Linked DNA regions of Mus musculus: all the other regions are linked to region 1. A link is a contact called in public HiChIP or PLAC-seq data. All regions are on one chromosome and are shown on one strand. The core of a region is the stretch at or near the end of the contact, and the rest is flanking DNA. Distances in the headings are between cores, read along the strand shown. Region 1 has its middle 38 kb from the start of Gm35895. Region 2 overlaps Gm35818 (a long non-coding RNA gene). Region 3 has its middle 14 kb from the start of Gm40425. Region 4 overlaps Gm35818 (a long non-coding RNA gene).

The links. HiChIP or PLAC-seq counts read pairs in DNA pulled down with a chosen protein or histone mark.
Region 2: a contact with region 1 is called in an H3K27ac HiChIP or PLAC-seq map of embryonic stem cells, with 4 times the contacts expected there. The contact joins two enhancer-like sites. A contact is called at or near these places in 1 of 39 promoter capture datasets (embryonic stem cells), 1 of 15 datasets of contacts at CTCF or cohesin (embryonic stem cells), 35 of 484 Hi-C or Micro-C datasets (the HL-1 cell line, embryonic stem cells, long-term hematopoietic stem cells and 4 more), 18 of 115 datasets of contacts at active chromatin or transcription factors (bone marrow-derived dendritic cells, embryonic stem cells, epiblast stem cells and 3 more) and 1 of 9 other capture datasets (embryonic stem cells).
Region 3: a FOXA1 HiChIP or PLAC-seq map of pancreatic cancer cells shows a contact between it and region 1. The contact joins two enhancer-like sites. A contact is called at or near these places in 9 of 484 Hi-C or Micro-C datasets (embryonic stem cells, liver and nephron progenitors) and 7 of 115 datasets of contacts at active chromatin or transcription factors (T-cell acute lymphoblastic leukemia, embryonic stem cells, intestinal villus epithelium and 1 more).
Region 4: a contact with region 1 is called in an H3K4me3 HiChIP or PLAC-seq map of embryonic stem cells, with 26 read pairs. The contact joins two enhancer-like sites. A contact is called at or near these places in 6 of 484 Hi-C or Micro-C datasets (embryonic stem cells, long-term hematopoietic stem cells and nephron progenitors), 9 of 115 datasets of contacts at active chromatin or transcription factors (embryonic stem cells and stem cell-derived neural progenitor cells) and 1 of 9 other capture datasets (embryonic stem cells).

Annotation. Positions count from the first base shown.
Region 1 is chr12:54,311,848-54,314,547 of GRCm38.p6, forward strand. No RefSeq gene overlaps it. Among named protein-coding and RNA genes, the nearest start is that of Gm35895, 38 kb to the right of the region's middle. Within about 2 kb of position 1,439, at least 196 of the 459 cell types and tissues checked have an H3K27ac peak or open chromatin away from gene starts, as enhancers often do. A contact at or near this core is called in embryonic stem cells and pancreatic cancer cells, where this site is marked.
Region 2 is chr12:54,101,233-54,104,066 of GRCm38.p6, forward strand. Gm35818 (a long non-coding RNA gene) reads right to left here. Exons shown (of 7, transcript XR_872758.1): 4 at 1,874-1,994; 5 at 1,432-1,512. Among named protein-coding and RNA genes, the nearest start is that of Gm35818, 39 kb to the right of the region's middle. Within about 2 kb of position 1,434, at least 6 of the 459 cell types and tissues checked have an H3K27ac peak or open chromatin away from gene starts, as enhancers often do. A contact at or near this core is called in embryonic stem cells, where this site is marked.
Region 3 is chr12:54,534,938-54,537,637 of GRCm38.p6, forward strand. No RefSeq gene overlaps it. Among named protein-coding and RNA genes, the nearest start is that of Gm40425, 14 kb to the right of the region's middle. Within about 2 kb of position 1,399, at least 16 of the 459 cell types and tissues checked have an H3K27ac peak or open chromatin away from gene starts, as enhancers often do. A contact at or near this core is called in pancreatic cancer cells, where this site is marked.
Region 4 is chr12:54,125,096-54,127,795 of GRCm38.p6, forward strand. The region is part of intron 2 of Gm35818 (a long non-coding RNA gene); the gene reads right to left. Among named protein-coding and RNA genes, the nearest start is that of Gm35818, 15 kb to the right of the region's middle. Within about 2 kb of position 1,421, at least 12 of the 459 cell types and tissues checked have an H3K27ac peak or open chromatin away from gene starts, as enhancers often do. A contact at or near this core is called in embryonic stem cells, where this site is marked.

The DNA.
Region 1 (2,700 bases), core at 189-2,688:
GAGCTCTGCCTAAAGTGGAATCCACCCCCTTCGTTTGTGCTTTTCTTTCCTTGTTTGTTTAGTTTTGTTTGGGGTTTTGTTTTTGTTGTTGTTGGTCCTGGGTTTTTGTTTGTTTTGTTTTGTTTTGTTGAGACAAGGTTTCTCTGTGTAGCCCTGGAATTCAAATGTAGTTCAGGCTGCCCTTGAACTCTTGGTTTTGTAACTGCTTGCTTCTGCCTCCTGAGTGCTAGGATTAAAGACAGGAGATGCCACCTGCTGCCACCCCCACAACCCAAAGTTCATTTCAGTTTTGCTTGTTTCTACTGGTTTCCCAAGACAAACAAACAAGAGCAAAGCAGGCTTTTCTGAAGTAGTCAATGACTGACATTTTCCCCATCCAGTTATCTTCAACAAAGAAAAGAATATCCTGTTTCATTGCCACGACCATTGCAGCTACAGAAATGCCATTTGCAGCTAGCGCCTTACTGCAGCCCTGAAATAAGTCAGGTATCCATAGGGGCCGCTCAGGACCCCTAGGCTATCCTGTTGGTGTTACAAGCCCAGGGACCACCCGCTGCACTTGAAGCTGAAAGTCAGTATCCCCACCACCACACCCAAAGACCTGCCTAGTCCCCTGCAAGCACTACTCTCCCTTTAACTGTGCCAGAAAGGGCAGCACTAAAGAAAAAGTGGGGGTAATTTGACACATTCATTAGAATCCCCACTTGATTTTGGCGGAGTGTGAAGGCTTGTGGAGACCAGGTAGCCAGCCTGTGCTGGCCTGTGCTGGCCTTGAACTGGCTAGGTAGCTAAGAATGACCTTGACTTCTGATTTTTCAGTCTGGGGCGTATACCAATACACTTGGATCCCCTTTTCTCTGTCACCTGACTTTCCACTGAAACATGAGACTGGGACCTGTCACCAAAGAAGGTTACGTTAATGCCAAGTGCTCCTCTGTGCGGTGCTAAAAGTTCTCTTTGTGGTCAACTGATAAAACATTGAACAAAGGCGGGTCTTGAGCTCCTCGCTGTCAATGGATAAAGGGAGCCTGTCCTTTCTACATCACACTGGGTTGCTTAGAGACCAAGAGATTTTTGAAAGCAACAAAAAACCTAGAGTAATTCTGAAACGTCTTCACTTAGATAAGAGGCCATAAAAGAAAGAAGCCAGGGGCCAGCTCCGGGGCTTCTGTGGACTCCCAGGAGGTCAAGAAGAGGCTCGAGGGAAGGGCATGTACAGAAACCCGGATTTCTCCTGTCTAGCTGCACCTGGGACCAAAGATCAGCTCCCACTGTAAAGCCATCCTCAGGGCCATCAGGGTGGGGCTGCACTGGGGCCAGGGCGAAGTCCCTCGGGGTGAGCCGCGGGCAGGTAGCCAGGCACCAGGCAGGACTCAGTCCCGGTCCCGCCCGGCCCAACCTGGCCCTGCCTGCCACCAAGGCTCACGTAGCGAGAGCGTGAGTCAGCACCATCTGCTCGGTGAACCCTGCCCACCTCCCGGCAGGGGACCGCCCCCGCTTAGCCCGCCTGCGGGTTCCACACGCTCAGAGGGGTCCCCAGCCCCAAGATGCTAGGTAGGCTCGTTTTCACAGAAAGAGGGGCAGGAGGGTAAGGGCCGAGAGGAGCCTGAGGGTGGTCCTTCCTTTGCATGATCTTGACCTTCTCCTAGTCCTGATGTTTCTTTGTAGAGAGAGCACTCAGGCTTGCAGACTGGCTGGCTGGCTGGCTGGCTGGCTCACTGACAGGGATGCGAGGGAGGGAGGGGTGCTGTAGGAGTCAAGACCCTGGGAGACTGGGAGCTGATGGAGGGAACTTTTGAAGGGGGTGGGGGCGGGGAGTCCCTTATCAACTGCATCTCTCTTGGTGTGGGGAATAGTTTGCATTTCCTGTAACTTGCACCTGTTTAGTTCTAACCACCAACTTTATAAAAGGAAATTGCCTACGTGCCTGACGGCTGAAAGACAGAATTAGAAGCACTCTTCGCTGAATGTGTGAATGCTGCAGGAACTCCAGTTAAGTTCTGGACCTACAGGGTTGAAAGTCTGAGTCTCCGGAGGGAACAAAAGAATGGCAAGCCTCCTTTAACTCTTCCAAGTACTCCCCCCCCCCCCCAAATTAGGGCACATTATAAAAAGGCTTTCTTTCTTCCTGCATTTGTGATATGCAAATTTCACTCCCTTTTCTTTCTTTCTTTCTTTCTTTCTTTCTTTCTTTCTTTCTTTCTTCCTTCCTTTCTTTCCTTCTTTCTTTCTTTCTTTCTTTCTTTCTTTCTTTCTTTCTTTCTTTCTTTCTTTCTTTCTTTCTTCCTTTCTCTTGTTTTGTTTTGTTAGTTTTTTGATTACTTTGTTTGGGCTTAAGATAGGGCATCTCTGCATAGCCCTGGCTGTCCTGGAACTCACTATGCAGACCAGGCTGGCCTCAAATTCATAAAAATCCACCTGCCTGACTCCTAGGATTAAAGGTGTGCACCACCACACCTGGGCTAATGTCACTTTTTTCTTTTCACACACACACACACACACACACACACACACACACACACACACACAGCTCACATGGCTCAGCTCTCTTGTGGAGGTCAGAGGACAATTGTGGATATTATTGTCTCCTTCCACTCTGTGCATTCCTGGTATTGAACTCAGATCTTCTGCTTGGCAGTCAGCACCTTCAGCAGCTGAACCATCTCACCAGCCGAAATGTTACTTTTTCAAAACCCGTGA
Region 2 (2,834 bases), core at 184-2,683, 210 kb before region 1:
AAGGTTAGGAGATATAACAGCCTGGGAGTGGGTCAGGAGAAATGTCACTGAGGCAGAAGGGGGTCAGACCAATACCCACGTACACCCAGAAAACACACCCTGGGTTGTAAGAAAGTGAAGAACAACTATAACCGGCTATTCTTTCAAAAAAATTCCTTCCCTGCCCATCATGGAGGTCCATGCTGCCCAGCACTCGGGAGGCAGAGGTAGACAGGTCTCTGTGAGTGTGAAACCAGCTAGGTCTACCTACTGAGTTCCAGGCCAGCTTGGACCACATAGTCAGACTCTGTTGAAAGAGGAAGGAAGGTTGGGGAGGAGAAACCAGAAGGGGAGGAGGTGGGGCGGGGGGGGGGGGGAGGACAATTGTTCACTAGCAAAGGCAAAAGCGTAAAAGAAGCTTGGGAATTTAGCTTTCATGATCACAGGGAGGACCAGGGATGGACATAGCCCAGCTGGAGTTAGGCACAAACAGTCCCCAGTAGCCTAGCACCAGTCATGTGACAGAGATCCAGGAAAAAGATAGCATGGAGAAAAAGACCTGTTTACACCTTAGGCTCAGCTGGAGAGCCCCTTCCCCAGGACCCCAAGAGTAGCCTAGGGACCAACAGAAGGCAGAGCACCCAGCCCTGCTCTCAGCCGGAGCCATAAAGAGAGTGGCACAACGGAAGCTGGTTGTAAAACTTAAGCAGATCAGACACCATAAAATACTTTGTAATGCGCCATTGAGGCGGCCAAATAAGAGGCTTGAATAAATTTATATTCCAATTGCTAAACATTACAGTCAATTTAAAAACCCACAAAAGTTTTGCCGAACAACTGTATAACTTAGAATGGATCTGTCGCAGCATACAGTCCCTAATAGACGAGACATAAAACAGTCACAGCTAACTCCCTCTCACCTGCTAAATCATCTTGAAATAGTTCTGCTAGCTCAACTCTCCCTTTTTCTTCCTTTCAAAAAACACTGTAAGGTAATTCTTAGGTTAATGTGAATTTTATTTATTTATTTATTATTTATTCACCTTTTTCCCCCTCCAGACAGAAAGTACTAAAAACTGTCAGAGCCAGGGATTTATTATGCCTGAAGCCCTGCCTTCCGCCTCTGGTGAAAGCCCTCTGCCTGTTTTGGGGGTTGTTTCTCATTCATTAAGCTTTGGTGAGATTATCAGCTCATGGCGGCTGTTTTATAGATGTTGAAATTGCTAAATATGCACATACGTGGTCATATACTGACATGCGTAGGCAAACATGAACATGTACACACACACACACACACACACACACACACTCGTGCGCGCGTGCACACAAGGCCCAGTACCAAAGGGAAAGCAGATGTGCTCTGACTGACAGGCTCCCTTCCCCACTCTTCTGCTCCATTCCAAACCACTCAACCTCTGTCAGAACTGAAGGAAGCAAGGAAATGCCACTCACCCAAATTCTGTGGCTGTTCCGCTCAACTAAAGAAGCCATTTCCTATCTCATTCAGAAGGGTCATCCGGAGATCTGTAGTATCTATTAGCATATCAAAGCATCAGAGGGCCTCCAGCCTTTCTCAGTACCCATGGTTCTTAGCCTTTCTCACCCCACCTTACCCTAAACTCCAGCTCATGGTCTTCCTCTTACACTGTCTTCCCCTCTCCATCTCCTTTCCTATACCTCTTAGTCTGCTTTGTTCTCTCTCTCTCTCTCTCTCTCTCTCTCTCTCTCCCCCCCCCCTCTCTCTCTCTCTCTCCCACCCCCTCTCCCAGGCTGATCCAGTCTGCTGGCCATGTTTAGTCTCTTACTTTCTCTCTCAGCTCTGAACCCTTCCACACTCCTCTGGCTGTACTGTCCTTCATATCTACAATAAAAACCTTCTTCTCAAAAACCATACCTTGGAGCTTCCATGTCCTCAGTCTATGCAATTGCCGGTTGTGAAGCCTCATACTGCAGTGAGATATCAGCGAGAACCATCTTTGCCTTGGGTGTGTTCCCATTTCAAAGCCAAGAGTTATCTCGAAGAGAAAAAATAATAACAATAATAAGATAACGGTGGCTATCCCCATTGTTCGGCTGTTGTGACTGAGATCTAGGGAGGCTGACACTTTGTTAAGTATGACATGTCAAAAGACACACATAGAATCAGTGCTCCAATTTCTCTGTCCTGTGAGGAGAGCTGCGATGGGACCTGAGCAAGAGCGGGCCCATTAGAGGGGGTGTGAGGAGGGACAGAGTAGATTACCGGGTTTTTTTTTTGACTGTTCCATTCACAATCAAAACATTTCTACTCCTTTCTCCTAGTCAAGGTCCATTTTCTGTGAAAGTGGGATTGTAGTAGAGGTAGAACATTATACTGCAACAACGAGTATCTCTTTGTTCCCATCTTGGGGTTAGGGGTGGCATTCACAAAGAACTGGCTCTTGAGACACAAATCCACCCCTGAGACAATAAAGAGAAGCTGAAAGGGAAGAGAGGAGGGGTGTCTCCTAGCACCACGTAAGACATGGCTGCAGGGGCGGTAAAACCTGTAGGCTACGTTATGGTCTGCACACCAGACAAAGTATCCTAGTTAGAGCTACTACTGCTATGATGGAGCACAACCAAAGCAAGTTGTGGAGGAAAGGATTTATTCAGCTTACACTTCCACACTGTAATCCATCACAAGTGGGGTATCTGGAGGCAACAGCTCATACAAAGGCCATAGAGGGGTGCTGTTTCTGTTGCTGTGATGAAACATCATGACCAAAGCAACTTGGGGAAAAAAGGGGTTGTCTACCAATTAAGGTAGAATTCTACCTTAAGTGGTTAACTTCTCTGAGCCTGGCACAAAATGGAAGCCTCCCTTTACCAGAAGG
Region 3 (2,700 bases), core at 149-2,648, 220 kb after region 1:
GGACTAGATGAAAGATAAAGAGACCAGAGATAGTTTTACATCCTCTTCTGGCTGTTTTAACTTTCTTTTCCCTTTCAATTTCCCCCTTAACCAGTCAGTAATAAAAGGCAAAATTAACTAAGTTCTGTCTTATCTCCATTCCATAGCTTCTACGTTCATGAGGAAGCGAGCGGTAAGCGATAAAAAATAATCTGAAAGAGACAGAATGAGTTGAGAAACCAGGAGACAAGTGATTTCAGACAGCCAGCTGCAGATGCCTCAGTGAGAAAAGACGTTCGCTTCAGAGTTCACCCCTGGAGACAGAAAGCACTATAGTTTTTGCTTAATTTAATTTAATATGGTAATTACTGGGAGAAAAAAGAATCCTAAGAATAAATGAGTGTTACATTTTTCAGCAATGCTTGTTTTTATTTTGTTTGTTGAATCTGTTATCTCACCGTGTCTTGTTGAAGATACTAAGTGTAGTCTAAGTCTAGATGATCCTGAGAAGAAAATATTAAATTACCATCAGTAACGAATACCTAATGCTTATAACCTGATACAATTAATATTTCCAGCAATGATTTAACATAAAAGCATAAATGACACCATAGAGTACTCACATTCTTTACTCTGAAGTATTTATTATTTTAATTCTAACTTCTGAGAACCCCTCGCACTGATGATTTTTTTAGGTAAGGGTGCTTTGCTTTATGTGTGTCACTGAACCATAAACAAGGCTGGCTTTCTGCACAGGAGACTGAAGTCATCAGAGTCCTTGGAACTGGAGTTCCAGACAGTTATAAGCTGCCATGTGAGCGCTTGGAATCAGATCCGGGTCCCCTAGGAGAGCTGCTGGTGCTCTTAGCCACTGAGCCATCTCTGGCCCCCACGATCAAGTCTTTTACATGGCTATTTTCAATACTGGAGGACAGAAGGCTCTTTTAGTATCTACATGACAGCTGAATGTCCCTTCTGACCCCTCCCCCCCCCCCCCCCCCCCCGCGCCCCGATAATCTGCACAGCAGCCCAGTCACAGAGGTAAATCATGCTGTGGTATAGATGTGGAAGCCAAAAGATAACTTTTGGGAATTGGTTCTTTCTTTCCACCATGCGTGCCTAAGGAACTGAAAACTGGTCAGCAGGCTTGGAGACATTTAAATGGTCCTTAAGAAAGCCCAGATGCTGCTTGGGGGGAGGGGGAGCATCAGGAAAGCATCAGGAGAGGAGGAGCCAGTCCTGGTCGCCTCTGCCTCCTGCCTCCTGCCTCCTGCCTCCTGCCTCCTGCCTCCTGCCTCCTGCCTCCTGCCTCCTGCCTCCTGCCTCCTGCCTCCTGCCTCCTGCCTCCTGCCTCCTGCCTCCTGCCTCCTGCCTCCATCTGCCATGGCCTGTAGGGACTTTGAAACTCCCCAACTACCCTCTATGAAAGGCAGCTCTGTCCTTACTATGATGCAGTGTTGTTTTATGACTTTGGGGAATTACTCATAGTATTGATGGCTGGTGAATTAACATAATGGTTTTTTAGTTCTTTGTGAGGGAGTTTTCAGACTTCCTGTTAGGGACCATAAAGAAACAAAAAATGATCCACTGTCCTGAGACAATCTCTCTATCCACCCCTCCTCCTTTTTTTTTTTTTAATTCAAAAATCCCACAGAAAACTATAGGAACTGAAAAGTCTCAAAATTCACAGCAAAGCAATTGCTGCGTTCCCAGTGTCAACTATATAACCTTGGGTTGTTTTTTTTTTTCCTGAGTCTGTCCCAGAAGGCTTTGTTCCCATTCACACAAACCTGAACAAGGAGTCACTCATAAAGAACATTCACACATTAAAAAAAAAAAAAAAAATATGGGAGATGTTGAAAAGAAAGAGCTACATCGCTCATTTGGAGGACAGTAAATGAGGTCCTGAAGGTCCTTCTGGATTGGTTGACTCTGGGAATTCATGTTTCTCCATTTCCACACTGAACGGGTAACCAAGTTCCTCTCAGCGCCAGCTCCATCCACCCTGGAGACAATCCTTGGCTCTCTCATTGCTCTGTGTAATTCTGTTCTGTTTCATCTCTTGTTCCAAATTGAAATCCTCACACTTCTTCCAGCGTCCATGTTTCTTACAAGTTAGATTGATGACTTTTTCCTCCCTAGAGGTTTTTCGTTTAAGTCAACACACTTACGAGTCTGTTCACAGCGAACACTGTTCACTCCCCCAAGAGGAATTCTAGGGACTCCAAGGAGCTCCTTGTGGAAGACAGAGGTTTTATTCAGAGTCTGGAATTGTGCACGCTCTCTTGGGGTTCATTCAGAGTATTCTTCCCGCTTTTACAGAGATGTATCAAGCCTGTTGCCAAGCAAAGGCTTGCCTACAATCATGGCTTTAAATTTTTCAGCCAGGAGCCAAGAGTGATGGCGCATGCGCATAATCTCATTACCTGGGAGGTGGGGGCAGGAGGCTCCAGAGTTTGAGGCTGGTCTTGGCTATGTAGTGAATTGGAGGCCAGCCTGGGTTACGTGAGACCCTGTTTTAATACATCATGGGGTGGGGGTATCGGCCACGCCTATAGGAAACCGGAGTTGCTAAATCCGAAAGACTTTATCTTTATGTGTCGATCCAAATAACGCACAGGAGGAGGGTAGTATGAGCCAAAAGATCTTCAGCTAGGTTTGGCCTAATTTGTAATATCAATAGTCTGCTTTGTGGACAGCAGTATCCTTTAAAAGCACATC
Region 4 (2,700 bases), core at 171-2,670, 190 kb before region 1:
TAACAGGCATTTCAAGAAAATTCTCAGTGACATTGGAGACTCCACGCCTTCTTTTTCTTCTTTACTTGGTCAGCAAGTAAGGAAATTTGTATTTTAAAGATAAGGTCAATGATGGTCCCAAAGTAAAATAAGGCAAGGGCTAGGGATGAGACATTCAGCAGGTAAAAGTGCCAGGTGTGCAAGTCTGGAGAGCTGAGGTTTACCCCAGACCTGTGTAAGGAGCCAGGTACCACGGCACATAATCCTAGCACTCCTACTGTAACGTGCAAGGAAAGACTGGATTATTGACAGAAGGCTTGCAGCCCTTCTGAAAACAAGAGGCACCTTGTCTTGGCAAGGTGAAAAGAGAAAAACCAACTCCTGAAAATTATCCTCTGATCTCTGTGCAAATGCAGTGCACATGAGCACACATTCCTCAAGCCCCATCCTAGCACACATACACAGCCGAGAGTTAGGGGTGCTGGTGATAGGGATGGCTTTCACACAGCCTAGGAAGGTCCTTGATTACTAATCTACATCTGTCCCCAGCTTATGACCTTCCTCTTAGATAATAAGAGACAGTCCAAGAAACACCAGGAATTTATAGACAGCTCCTACCATTGACAGGAAAATAGAGGCGATCAAAGGTGACACTTAGAAGAATAGGGAACATGTAGAAGACAGCGCAGGGGGCTAGGAAAAAAATCCAAAATGGTATAATTAATATCCTCAGACAATCTCAGAAAGTGCTTCACATCCGTTATGTTATAAACAAGATGATATTTAAAAAAAAATAGAGAATACTCAGAGGAAAGGCAAATTAAAACAGTTGGAGGTATTTTGAAAGCCCAGTAGAAGGTTTGGAAGACAAAGTGGAAACAATGTCCCAGAAAACAGAGCAAAATTAAATGAGGTGGAAAATGAGAAAAATGAAACTTGAAATTAGTTTCAAAGGTCAATCATCCAAATAAAAGGAGTTCTAGAGGAGGAAGTGACGTCAGGAGTCAGGACACACTCAGCACGGGAGACACGGAAGCTCTCAGACCGTGGGTGTACATGAAACTGCAATCCGATAAATGAAAAAAGAAAAAGGTCTGGGCTGCACACATCCTCAAACGCTTCCAGAGGTGGGAGGGAAGCCCAGAGGGAGCATTGGGAACGAAAACAGCATCCAACCTTTCTGCAGGTTAAAATAAAATGGAGAAGTACTTTTAAGCTTTCAGTAAAAGCAACTTCCCGGACGGAGGAGATTTCTTTGCCTGGGAAAATAATCAACCAAGTCTGATTGCAGAGTAAAAGCTTCTTCTTCTTTTTTTCTTTTTCTGGTAAGTGAGGACTCAGAAAGGTGACCTGGACATTTTTCCTCAGGAAGCCAGTAGATTTCACGCATTAGCAAAACAAAGGAGCAGGCCAGAAGTGGTGGTGCTTCTTCAGGGAGCTGCATGGGGACGGCTGGCATGTCTTAGAGGGGACAGCAGACTGTGTGAGACAAGAGATGAGATGCTTCAGGGAGCTTTGCTGGCAAGGAGGAAAAGATTTAAATGTGTTTGAGCGTGTTAGTAGATTCTGCCTGTTAATGGGGGTGTTTAGAGATTCATAGAAAATAAAAAGGAACGATTATTTAGCTCAAAGGACTACAAGGTGTCACAATGGCTCCGTTCACATAGTATTGTTGTCATTGGCTTAAAAATCATTGACTGTCCCAGGGCTGGAGAGGTACTGAAAGAACTCAGTGGGGAAACCCCCACTCAGCTCCCGATTCGGCGTGCACCCAAGAATCACGAATAGAACACAACACCTTGATGTAACAAGAGGTTTTTTAATGGCGGAGCTCCGGGTCGAAACGTATCTCACACAACAGGAGACAGTGGATTCGACCACGAGGCTTGGAAGCTAGGGGTTTTTATAGAAAAGGAGTGGGGCTGGGGGAGGAATTGGCGCGGTTTCACATGATTGGTCCATTTAAACATCAGCAGCCTGTAACATTTAACTTAGGTCAGAGGGGTGGGAGCTAGGGAGGCGATGGGCCTGCCCGGGCATGTCCTGGTCTGTTCTGCTATGTTCTCAGCCCCAGGTTTCAAAGCTCACAAACAACTCTTTGGGCTATTTAACATACATTACATGAATTACAGTTTTATTTCCTTTCAGTACTCAGCGCTTAGAGGACTTGCTGTTCTTCCAGAGGATTAGGGTTCGATTCTTATGCCCTGTGTGGCCCACAGACGTCTGTAACTTCAGTCCCAGAGAATCTAATGCTGGCCTCTTGTCTCCAGAGACACCAGGTATCCACATGGTGCATAGACATACATACAGGGAAAATACCCATGCACATGTAAAAATTGTAGAAGTTTTAAAAATTGAATATATTGGGCTAACTAAGAGGTATTAGATGTGTTTCTTGAGAACTGAGCAAGTATAAAGAGGCAGCCGTGACGGGGGGGGGGGTACATGGTATAAATCTGCTTTTTCAAAGTCAGAAGCTCCGAAGGTAAAATCAAGCAGGAAGTAACAGTATAAGCAGGCCATCTAGAAACATAGACCTAGCCAAAGGAACGGCTTATGATATTAAGATAAAGGGCTGAAGAGATAGCTCAGAGGTCAAGAGCACTGGCTATTCTTCCAGAAGACCTGGGTTCAATTCCCAGCACCGGCATGGCATCGCACGATTGTCTGTAACTCCTGTTCTGGGGATTCTGGTGCCCTCATAGAGACGTACATGCA